Linked DNA regions of Mus musculus: regions 1 and 3 are each linked to region 2. The links are chromatin contacts, called in public promoter capture Hi-C maps. All regions are on one chromosome and are shown on one strand. The core of a region is the stretch at or near the end of the contact, and the rest is flanking DNA. Distances in the headings are between cores, read along the strand shown.

Region 1 (4,177 bases), core at 763-3,262, 150 kb before region 2:
TGTGCTGTTCTTGTAGAGGACCTAGTTGGGTTTCCTGTGGGTACATGACAGTTTATAAAGATTTGTAAGTCCAGCTGATCTGGTGCCCTTTCCTGGCCACCGTGAGCACTTCATGCATGTGGTACACAGACATCCCTGCAGGGACATACATATACAAATAAATAAGCCTTTAGGCAAAAAGGACACGCAGTAGTTGTTTCGAAGTTCAAGAGAGAGCTCTGTCATGGGCTCTCCTCAGTTTTGTTCACAGGACATTCTCTCAGGCACGTTGGGTTAGGCCACACCCTAAAGCATCGAGAGCTCAGACGTCAGAATACAAGCCTCAGAACGCAGGTCATCCCCCACACTCTCTTCATTTCCTGTAAAGGAAAGGTGGGACACTGTGGCTGTCCCTGGTAGTAAGGCTCCTTCCAGACACACTCAAGGCTACAAGCACCTGTCTCCTCTGTCCTCATATGCATCTCCTGCCAGGGAAGCTGTGCTGGTGGCTTGTCACCTCCACTTACTTACTTAGACATTGTCCCATGTCCCTCAGATTGGCTTTGAACCCTCTATGTAGCAGAGGGTGACCTTAAGCTTCTCATCCTCCTGCCTCCGCCTCCTGAGTGCTGGGATTACAGGCATGTGCCACCATTCCTAGCTTTCCTGGGTGCTGGGAATGCAGTCCAAGCTTAGTGCATGCTTGCCAAACACTCTGGCAGCTGAGCTGCACCCCCAGACCTTCCATATATTTTAAAGAATATCAGGGGCTGGAGAGATGGTTCAGTATTTAACAACACTGGCTGTTCTTCCAAAGGACCTGAGTTTAATTCCTAGCACCCATGTGACAGCTCACAACTGTTTGTAATTCCAGTTCCAGGGGATCTGAAACCCTCACACACAGACATACATGCAGGCAGAACACCAATGTAATAATAAAATAAAAATAAATAAATCATTAAATAATATTTAAGCTAATTGTAATCCTTACATTGTATACAATGTAAACGCTAAGTAGATAGTTGTTTAAGGAATACTGATTAAAACAAAAAACTTGTCTACGCATGCTCATGACAGGCCATGATATTTTCTATCATCTAGCAGTTAAATCTGTAGCTACAGAACCCTTGGATAGAAGAGGTAGAGTCCATTCCCTCCCCAGCACTCCCCTGTTGCAGAACTTTAAACCTTGACACCACGGTCACTCAGACTGACCACCCAGCTATCACGAGCTAGTCACTCATTAACGGCCAGACTGCTGTCCCTGCCTGATGTGGCTTCTCTACCCACTGCTGTGCCCTCTGGGGCTCACGGTACGGCTCTTCAGGCATCCCGTGAAAGCCGTCTCATCTCTCTCCCTGCAGTCTTTCCCCACCCTGCTCTCAGTCATCTTGGGCCTGTAATGTTCTAACCTGCATTTCTCTCATTGTTCTTCCCATCACATTAAAAGTCTGCTTTGGGTGGTACCTTGTGGGCAGAAGCTGTGTCCTCTTGATTTTTTTTTTTTTTTTTAAAGATTTATTTATTGATTATATGTAAGTACACTGTAGCTGTCTTCAGACACTCTAGAAGAGTGTCTTCAGACACTCTAGAAGAGGGAGTCAGATCTTGTTGGGGATGGTTGTGAGCCACCATGTGGTTGCTGGGATTCGAACTCTGGACCTTCGGAAGAGCAGTCGGGTGCTCTTACCCACTGAGCCATCTCGCCAGCCCGTCCTCTTGATTTTTGCACCCCCTATGCCCACAGCGATTGGCATAAAGTAGGTGCTCAATAAATGCAGAATGAGTGAATAAACAGATGGTTTAATGAGTACCTGGGAGACTGTTTCCTAGTAGACAGTAGCCTTGGCATTCCTACAAATGTCTAGGTTTGTTTTCAACCCAGACTTAAGGCCCTTTTGTTTTAAGACTTAAAGGAAGGTTCTCTGTGAAGGAAGGCACAGTCAGCTTTACACACAGGTGGGTGGAAGCATTTGCATTTGGGCTCACCGAGACATGTGTAGTTCTGTGCTGTTTACACACAGTCCACATCAATAGTACCGTGCTCTCCTGCCTTTTGGCGCCCGGTAGCAGTGGAAGTGCTTACAGGCTGGGGCCCTCTGTGCCGGTTGAGCATTGAACGAGGAAATCCAAACAAGGACTTTGAAACCATGGTCAGGGCCCCTCTTCAGACCCCTGCTCTGCCTAAACAGTCCAGGACACAAAAGGAAAATCAGGAGGCACGGCTAGTCTCAAGTAGAATGGGGTCTTTAGTAACAGGATACTGAGCTGTTTGATAAAGCCCAGTATTGCGTGTTAATCAGACTTGAATGCACAGAGAAAGAACAGCGTTTGAAGGTGCTTGACTTGGACTGGGAGGACCCCTGGGCTCTGTCACCTCGCAGGTGGTATCTTGGGCTGTGATGCTCTGTCATTGTGCAGGGTAATCCTGGGAACAGCAGGTGGGACGGCCACCAGTGCAGGACTTTTCAATCCCATTAATTAAACCACTCCTCCGTCTGCCCTCGAAGGCTCGAGAGACTATGAGTGGGCTAATGACAGCGTCTCTGCCATTCATCCACTTATCTATTCACCTAATGTCATTGCTTCTATTTGGGTGTCCTGATAGAAAAACGTTTACTTGGAGGCCTGCTCCCCTTCACCACGGCTCTGCACAGCACAGGCCACAGAGCGTGCTGATCACTAGTGACCCAAGTTTGACAACCGTTGTCAATAACAACAGTTGTAAGGGTTCTAGAAAAGCCCTCGTTCATGTTGAACTGAATAAACATCTTCTGGGTCCTTTCCAGTTATCCACTTCCCTAACATCAAGAGGCCCCAGTTACTTCTGAAAGCCCGGCTCCCCTCGTGGGTGGCCCGTCAGACCATGAAAGACAAGCTCTTTATTGGAAGGGGGTTGGTAAGATGGGAGAAGCTCTTCAGCATTCCGTTCTGATGAGAAAGATGGAGAGAGTCCGGTTAGTATGGAGTTTAAGGGAGTCTCACGTGCCTACCTCTTTCAATCAATGTTCCCTCCATGCTCCGGGACCCACGCAAATCCACCCCTCCTTCCTTTCCCTTGTCCAGTACATAGTGAGTGGTGATGACGTCACTAGCTGAGGTCATCCGGCATTCTAAAGGGAGGGATGGAAATGAACACAGAAGACCCTGGAGAACACTTAATTTCCCTCTCTTGGGAGCCATTTAAATGCCTGTAGCTCTTGATCTATGGGTGGAGCCTTAGGAAAATCTCCCCTATCCATGCTGGGATGTCAACAGAACTCACTTAACTGGTAAAAATGCCCAGAACTGTGGGGTGTCCACCCCTAATTGATATGTCTGCAACACAACCCATACATTGGAGGCTTAGAGAACAGTGCAGAAGGTTGCAGAAAGGTTGTAAGGCCCAAGGCCGGACCTCCACCAGGAGGCAGAACTGATACTTGAGGGAAGCTGTACCCAGACTGCATCTTGAGCCCTGCAGGTGTGTGGACTGTCTGTTCTCATAAACACCTCCTGGGGGCTGGGTCTTTCTTCCATAGCAAATATATCTGGTGGCTTGGACTTTTTAGCCGCAAACCCTGTGCGTTCAGTTCAAAATAGCTGTTGAGTCCAGACTCCTTGCTTTGAAGCTTGCAGAGACCACTGGTCCCACCTTTTTCTTTACGCACCCTCCCATCCAAAATACATACCAGGGGTTGTGGGACAGCTCACCTTTGTTTTCAAACTGAACTGTAGAAAGCAGGCACCCCTGTACCTGTCATTTGCATATGGTTTCTTTGGGAGCATTGAGAAAGGTGGCTGTGGGCCTAGATATTTCCATGCAGCTCTGCTCATTATTTACACAGTCAAGAAGATATTTCAGTAAAAATGCGCTGGGCTCTGAGTGACAAGGTATCTCTCTGCAGTGCAGGGTTCAGGGAAATTGTAGTGAAGTTGACAGCTTTTTAACGTACAGCCGCTATTCCACTGAAATACGGTGTGTTTTTATTTTGAAAGTACAAGATGACCTATTTATTAGCTGTGATTCCAGCTGAGTTTACACGCTCAGAAACACAAAGGGAGACGAAGAGCTTGTTTCTTTGGGGGGCCACAGATTCCCACTCCCCTCTCCTCCCGCCGCACAGAAGAAAACATCGAAAAAATGGGTGTTCTGAATTGGAGTGGACGGCTTCTCCTTGAAATGACAGCTTGCTGTGGAATCACGGGAAAAAGTTGC
Region 2 (3,777 bases), core at 203-2,702:
CTCCTAGGCCAGATAGCTCTGTGATTAACAACATAGCAACTGAGATCAGAGAGTCCTTCTTCTGAGTTAAAACGAGGCTTGGTTCTACAAACCAGGTCTCAATCAACAGAAGTCTAGTGCGGTGAATTTAGTTTTCTCAGTTAGTCACATCTAACAATAACAGTGAAAACCCAATCTTAGCATTTCTCCCTCAAATAAACAGCAGCAAATTATAAAATTATAAAAGCATTCAATTTATTCCTGCCAAAAGGTGGGAGCCTAGGGTGAGGCGATGATATGGTCTCTGCTCTGGAGAACGCTCACTGTTTGAAAGCATGCCAGGCTCTTTCTGCCTCATTTCATTCAACCCCCAGGCAACCCTCAAATATGGGCACTCTCATAATCTTTCTGCAGAAAGGAAGACTGAGTTCCTGCCCAAGGCCACAGAGGTACCAGCTGTAAGGCAAGGACTCAAGTCCTGGCTCACTCGACTCTTACGACTCTTGCCCAGAGAGTCTCTTACAATGGCTCTCAGGGCTCAGGACGTCTTTGAGGCTGGCCCCCAGCCAGGAAGAGGCTTAAGGAGAAGGCCACAGAAGGGCAGATGTTAAGAATGACATGGCCAGTTGCTGAAAGGACAGAGGGAAATGCAGCTGCTCTGCTCCTTCCCTGGGGACACGGGTGCTGTTCAGACTTACACAACAATCACAGCCCTGGGGAAAAGTCTGAATTCAGGGATAAAGACTACTCAAACCAAAGCTGGTCTCAGAAACAAGCTACAGAAGGCTAAGTTTGATCCAACCTTTAGAATTTCATCTTGTCATTTTCCAGCTGGTTCTCATTTCTGGACGGCAGGCGGATACTCATGATCCATTTATTTATTAGGATACAGCACCGGTGGCACAGTGTGCAACTACAGTGCTAGCCTTCTGTGCCTGCAGTAGTACACTGGGTGTTTACTCTGCAGTAGTACACTGGGTGTTTACTCTGCAGTAGTACACTGGGTGTTTACTCTGCAGTAGTACACTGGGTGTTTACTCTGCAGTAGTACACTGGGTGTTTACTCTGCAGTAGTACACTGGGTGTTTACTCTGCAGTAGTACACTGGGTGTTTACTCTGCAGTAGTACACTGGGTGTTTACTCTGCAGTAGTACACTGGGTGTTTACTCTGCAGTAGTACACTGGGTGTTTACCCTGCAGTAGTATACTGGGTGTTTTAGGGTTGTTTCTTACACTACCTCATTCTCTCCTTTGAGTGACTACTGTATATCTCAATTTTACACATGAAGAAGCCTAGGCTTGCAAAGGCCCAGAGTTTCCCAGAGGCACCCAGCTGAGGAGTGTGAGCCAGGGATCACTCCTCTGTAACTCCCAAGCTCCCTGCTGACACTGTGGAGCTGGACTGGAACCACGGTGAAGTAGCCAGAGCAACATTAAAACATAAACACTCTAAACACAAGAGTTACAGAATAACTGACGTGTGCAAAGACAGTGCATCTGTGCCAGCCGCTCAGCCTCTTAGAAAGGGACTGAGAGGCTCACTCTAGTGTGGCAAGATGTTTCACACAGAAAGTCACTGAATATAGCTTGCTGATGAAAACTCCCTCAAGTGTGCTCTGGAAAAGAGCTGAAGCCAGGGCCAGATAAATCTAGCCCCTGCCTCAAACGAAGTATCGATTCAAATAAAGGCACCTGAGACATGATGGAAATATCACAGCCTGATCTAAGTGGGTCTGATTTTCCCACTCTATCATCAGGCCTAAGAAAATAAATGTAAAATATTCACATAATTAGTCAAATCATATAGAGCAACACACATGTGCACATAGCATACTAAGCAATGGACTAGAGGGGCAGGGCCGAGCTAGAGGCAGCAGGGAGGGGCTGCTGCTCAGGCCTGCGGGCACAGCTCGGTATCTCCATATGGAGCTGCATGGATAGTAAACATTTTTCTTCTTAATGATCTCAACTTTATTCTTCCTCTGTAGACAGTGCAGTCACATTAAAAATGGGGAACCTAAGTATGTCTGAGAGACAGACAGCGATATTTATTTCTTCCCCCGTGCTATACGGATGAACAGGTCTAGCCAGTGGTCCTTGCTGATGATCTGGAGAGGGGCCACCACCTGGGTGAACTTACACTGCTGGCTCCAGACTCAATGCCCTAGACCTCCTTTCTGCAGAGCCTGCTGCTGCCTGGCAGGCCTCCAGAATGGACTGGTGCCCATTAACAGGATGAGACTAGCAAACATCCAGAGGGAAGAGAAGGGAAAACAAAACAAAACAAAACAAAACAAAACACCACAATCAAGGTCTAACTTCATCTGATGTTCATGGTCCTTGGAATGTACATTCTGTTTGGCAGAAGACACAGTGCACACATAAAGTCTCCATCAAGATATGAAGCACTCACCTGGGCTCCCCTTTGTCTCCTTTTAAAACAATCATCCTTTGCCAGGACAGCCAAAATATCTTCCATCTTAATCTCACCAACACTGTAAGGGGAAGAGCACAAGAAAGTCAGCCTTTTCCTTTCCCAGAGATAGCCCAGATTCTGACGTATAAAACCAGTCCATTCTGAAACGAGACCCGAGGACATGCAACATCTGAGGAAGGGGACAGCAGGCTAGAGAATACCTCAGCTGGTACAGGAACTTGCTACCAAGCCTACAGCCCGACTTCAACCACTAAGACCTTGAAGAAGAGAAGTGAATCTCACAGTTGCCCTCTGACCTTTACACTTTTACCTCCCCAATACAAAAAACTGTCAAGAAGAAGAGGATCTCCTCCCCCTCCTTTTTGTTGTTTGTTTGTTTGTATAGCCCTGGCTGTCTTGGAATTCACTCTGTAGACCAGGCTGGCCTCAAAACTCATAACAATCTTTGCCTCCTGAGTACTGGCATTAAAGACAGGTAATTAAAGATAAAGGCATTAGGAAAAAGGAAAGGTGGGCAACAGGCCAAGTCAGCCAGTGTCCCTGCTGCTGGGCCTAAAGCAGGTTACCTCACATGGGGGTCTTCCTTGTATCTGCCCATCCATCTTGCCTTCATTTTCCTTTCTTCATCCCCCCCTTTGAGGCAAGATCTCATGTACCCTAAGCTGCTGGTCTCTCATCATGGAACCAAGGCTGTTCTAGATCCCCCTGCCTCCATCCAGTGCTGGGGTTACAAGCAAATATCACCATATTAGGCTTCTACCATCTCCCCTTCCTTTATTTGTATGTGTTTGTGTGTGTACATCGGTACACACATAATGTGACTTATGCATGGTAATCAGAGAGTAACTTCAGGAGTGAGTTCTACCATGTGGGTTCTGGGTATGGAGTCAGGTCAGCTGCCTTGCCAGCCCTCTGCCATTGCTTCATCCTAAAGCGTAGTTACCAACACAGTAGGCTTATTTCTTGACATAATTACTTGAACAGGCAAGAATATCATTTCACATAGGCTGCTGTGCAAGATCCTTAACTACTGGACAAGGTCTGCAATGACAGTGGTAAGTGTCCTGGCTCTAGAGAATCTTTGATGCTCTGGTCTCTAAACCATTCAGGAATGAAGACCAAATGATCCCCTAAGACCTGTAGCCACAAGAAAACTGCTGAAGGCAGAAATCAAAACAAGGGAGCATTACTGGCCTCTGGGAAGAGCATGGCAGGCTCCAATGCACTTGGCAACTACAAGGTCATGGCTCTAGAACTGGGGAGCAACACAGAGGCACAACTAGAGACAGGAAATGTGAAAGGCTAAGCTCATGTTCCAGAGGAACGGGAAGGAGAAGCTCCAGGGGAGAGAAACAGATCA
Region 3 (3,717 bases), core at 191-2,690, 170 kb before region 2:
GTCCTGAGAAACAAACTGGGTTGTCAGGCTTAGAGGCAGGTGCCTTCACACCCCGAGCCATCTCCCCGGCCTTATTTTCAGATATTCTTACTCAGTGAACCAAACCTGATGATCTTTTTCAGTTTCCCTCCATTTGATTCCAGAGTCAGACACTATTGATCTAATCCATATTTTTTTTTTCTTTCGAGGTGGGAGGAAGTGTCCAACAGGGAAACTGGCTTGGGACCACCCACTGAATTAGCATTGACCTCAAGCCTAAGAATGCATATTTCTATTGCAGTACGACTGTGTTAGTACCATATCCCAGAGAGAGAGAGAGAGAGAGAGAGAGAGAGAGAGAGAAGAAGAAGAAGAAGAAGAAGAAGAAGAAGAAGAAGAAGGAAGAAGGAAGAAGGAGGAGGAGGAAGAAGAAGAAGAAGAAGAAGAAGAAGAAGAAGAAGAAGAAAGGAAGGAAGAAGAAGGAGGAGGAGAAGGAGGAGGAGAAAGAAGAGGAGGAGGAGGAGGAAGAGAAGAAGAAGAGAAGAAGAAAAGAAGGAGAAAAGAAGAAGAAGAAAGGAAGGAAGAAGAAGGAGGAGGAGAAGGAGGAGGAGAAAGAAGAGGAGGAGGAGGAGGAAGAGAAGAAGAAGAGAAGAAGAAAAGAAGGAGAAAAGAAGAAGAGAAGAAAAGAAGGAGAAAAGAAGAAGAAAAGAAGAAGAGAAGAAGAAGAAAAGAAGGAGAAAAGAAGAGAAGAAGAAAAAAGGAGAAAAGAAGAAGAAAAGAAGGAGAAAAGAAGAAGAAAAGAAGAAAAGAAGAAGAAAAGGAGAAAAGAAGAAGAAAAGAAGAAGAAGGAGAAGGAGGAGGAGGAGGAGGAGGAGGAGGAGAAGAAGAAGAAGAAGAAGAAGAAGAAGAAGAAGAAGAAGGAAGAAGAAGAAGAAGAAGAAGAAGAAGAAGAAGAAGAAGAAGAAGAAGAAGAAGAAGAAGAAGAAGGAAGAAGAAGAAGAAGAAGAAGAAAAGATTCCCTTGGGAGGGAACTGTAACTAGAGTAGGGTAGTTAGAGGGTGGAAGCCAAGGATAAGTGATCCTCTAAAACCTCTTCTCTTTTAACACAACCTAGATTTGATTCTTGGGTTTTTCTATGTTGATTTGAGACAGGTCTAAAAGGTCTCTGTGGTTGCTAAGAATTTCTAGAAAGAAAACCGGAAGCTCTTGAGCTGTTGGCGTCTTGTCACCAAGGAGACGGGACGTTCCATTTTTCCGAAAGGGGTAGTGTAGACACTCTTCCCTCTCTCAGTCTGCTGCGAGGTGCCCAAATCACTCCGAAGAACTGGCGGGGTTTAAGCTTTGGACAGAGGCTCCGCAGGTGGGCGCGCTCTGCTCCGGAGCCTGCCTTGCCGCGAGGTGCACCCCAGGGTCCCCGTGGTGCAGCCCGGAGCGCGCGCTCGCTCGGGGCTGGAGTCCTCAGACAGCGCAGAACTCTGTGGGCTTTGCAGCCAAGGTCTAATCCCGGAGGCCCCTGGGATGCCTGATCCGGCGAAACCCGGGAAAGACCTCACGGCATGGAAAAAGAAGAAGCAGCCCGTGCATCGCACGGTCAGCCAGATCTGCCCGCCGCCCCGACGGCCGCTGACGGTGGTCGACATCCGTACGGGCATGGAGAACGAAAGGCTGGGGGTCGTGCGTGACTCCATGTTTCAGAACCCGCTCATCGTCAAGGTGAGCGCCTGGGCACGATCATCCCCTCCGCGGGCACCGACGCCGCCGATGGGTTCCAGCTGCTGAACTCTCGGGACCCGGGGCCCAGGGTTTGGGCGCAGTGTAGGAAACTTGCTCTGGGTGAAACAGGCCTCCTGGACCCTCTGCAGTCGTAGCCAGTCCAGGAACCTCAGTGTCCTCAAGTGGCACACGTTAGCGGGGTCTTTCCCCACTACTGGGAAAGACTATGGATAGGGCAATCTCTACCGGGCTCGTACCCACAGGGTGACAGACAGGTCTCAGGCACCCATCCATGCCCTTGCCACCCAAGATCCATCTTCCCCAGCACCTCTGGTCTACTATGCAGCAGGTGCTCTGGGACTGACTGTCGGGAAAGTATCACAACACCATCTTAAGTGTGCTGGGGGTGTGAGATTCAAAGCCCTCTAGGAGGCGTGGCTGGCACTTGCGTGGGAGCAGCGTTTATAGACAGATCACTTTCCCTTTCGGTGCTGGTCCTCCGCACTTTTGTCTGTTTTCCTGTCTGGCTAAAAACTACACTTGGGCCGGGCGTGGTGGGGCACGCCTTTAATCCCAGCACTTGGGAGGCAGAGGCAGGCGGATTTTTGAGTTCGATACCAGCCTGGTCTACAAAGTGAGCTCCAGGACAGCCAGGGCTATAGAAAAACCCTGTCTCGAAAAACAAAAACAAAAACAAAACCCAAAAAAAACCTACACGTGGCCGTGGCTCTGCCTCTTTAGGCGCCGGGAGACCGAAAAAGTAAAGTTGAAGTTTAGTGGCGCAAATTTATCTTGTGCCGCTAGAGGGCAGTGTGCTTCTAAAAATTGACCTCGGTTTCCAGGTTCCATAGAGGTATGGGCATGCTGATGGGTTCTTTGACTATAGGCAGACCTATATTGTTAGACCTTTCTGGGCTAATTAATGCTCCCAGGAGGACAGAAGCTAGATACAGGGAACCCATGAAGCAGCATCCTTAGCACTGGCCCCTCTGAGATGTTTCCACAGTGGAACAAGTTTTGCTTACTTCTTGGATTCCTGATCTTAGCAGGTACCTGGGACAGAGAGTTGGAATTCACTGCCTTAGGCCAAGGAGGAAATCAAGGCCTATCAGTGCCTATCAATGGGTGTCCTGATAAAATTCCAACAGTGCTTTTATCTATCTATCTATCTATCTATCTATCTCCCAAATGCTGCCCTCTCCCGACCCCTGTCCTCCCTCGAAGAGTTCCTCTCTCTTCCCCTCCCCTCTGAGAGGGCAGTCCCCCCTCCGTATCTCCCTGCCCTGGTGCATCAAGTCCAACATTGCTTTAATCAGGTGTCACTAGTGTGCAGCTCCTTATATGAGAGGAAGGGCATTATAGAGTCACTTCCACAGTGAATTCTTGTGTAACGTTCACTCCAGGTGGCACATATATAACTGCATGCACTTGTATATATATAGGCCACACATGTGTTATATATTGCTCACTATATGTTTAGCATTTGTATGTAGGTGTATAAACTACAATGTGTGTAAATACAATATGTGAATGCCGCCCCCCTTCCCCTTTGCCTTCTCCCTGGTTAATCAAGGGCAGCATTTGGCCTGTAGGTGGCGCTAACTTAACAGCCTCCAGGAGGAATTCCATCCTTGTTTCTAGAGCTGGAGTTTAGAATGATCATGTTTTTAAAAATATGAGTGATGATTGCTCCACCAGTGGGGTTCTGTTTTCAGGCTGTCCTGGTCCCTGGTGACCAATGGCAGGGGCCACATCCTGATGCGCTTTGGTGACAGGGCTTGGGACACTCTGGTACAAGTGGCACCAGGGGGCAGTCTTTTCCTCCAATTGTTTTTGGTGTTTGAAACTCAGCTAACTGTTAGGATGATGATGTCCGCATTCAGTATTTACCCCTTCCTGTAAGATCTTCCGTCAAAACTCAGCCTGTATAAAAGTTGCCAGAGAGAGAATGTGAAAAAGAAGCCAGCTTCTCCCTGTTGCAGATACTCCTTATAAACCAGTGCATGGGGAAATGTCTGCAAGGCT

The links. Promoter capture Hi-C pulls out the DNA fragments that hold promoters and counts their contacts. Capture Hi-C pulls out chosen DNA fragments and counts their contacts.
Region 1: a promoter capture Hi-C map of liver shows a contact between it and region 2, with 2.1 times the contacts expected there. The contact joins two enhancer-like sites. A contact is called at or near these places in 1 of 484 Hi-C or Micro-C datasets (centrocytes), 2 of 115 datasets of contacts at active chromatin or transcription factors (embryonic stem cells and trophoblast stem cells) and 2 of 9 other capture datasets (adipose tissue and liver).
Region 3: a promoter capture Hi-C map of liver shows a contact between it and region 2, with 3 times the contacts expected there. The contact joins the promoter of Cfap77 here to the enhancer-like site in region 2. A contact is called at or near these places in 7 of 39 promoter capture datasets (the 3T3-L1 cell line, the C10 cell line, embryonic stem cells and 3 more), 1 of 15 datasets of contacts at CTCF or cohesin (the NIH/3T3 cell line), 13 of 115 datasets of contacts at active chromatin or transcription factors (the 230-238 cell line, bone marrow-derived macrophages, cardiomyocytes and 10 more) and 4 of 9 other capture datasets (adipose tissue, embryonic stem cells, liver and 1 more).

The regions. Positions count from the first base shown.
Region 1 is chr2:29,032,941-29,037,117 of GRCm38.p6, reverse strand. All of the region lies in intron 1 of Cfap77 (cilia and flagella associated protein 77), which reads left to right. Among named protein-coding and RNA genes, the nearest start is that of Cfap77, 20 kb to the left of the region's middle. Within about 2 kb of position 2,012, at least 12 of the 459 cell types and tissues checked have an H3K27ac peak or open chromatin away from gene starts, as enhancers often do. A contact at or near this core is called in liver, where this site is marked.
Region 2 is chr2:28,879,841-28,883,617 of GRCm38.p6, reverse strand. Ddx31 (DEAD/H box helicase 31) reads right to left here. Exons shown (of 20, transcript NM_001033294.3): 17 at 2,394-2,475. Among named protein-coding and RNA genes, the nearest start is that of Barhl1, 35 kb to the left of the region's middle. Within about 2 kb of position 1,452, at least 16 of the 459 cell types and tissues checked have an H3K27ac peak or open chromatin away from gene starts, as enhancers often do. A contact at or near this core is called in liver, neural progenitor cells and pancreatic islet, where this site is marked.
Region 3 is chr2:29,052,789-29,056,505 of GRCm38.p6, reverse strand. Cfap77 (cilia and flagella associated protein 77) reads left to right here and starts at 1,440. Exons shown (of 6, transcript NM_001166705.1): 1 at 1,440-1,692. The coding sequence starts at 1,498.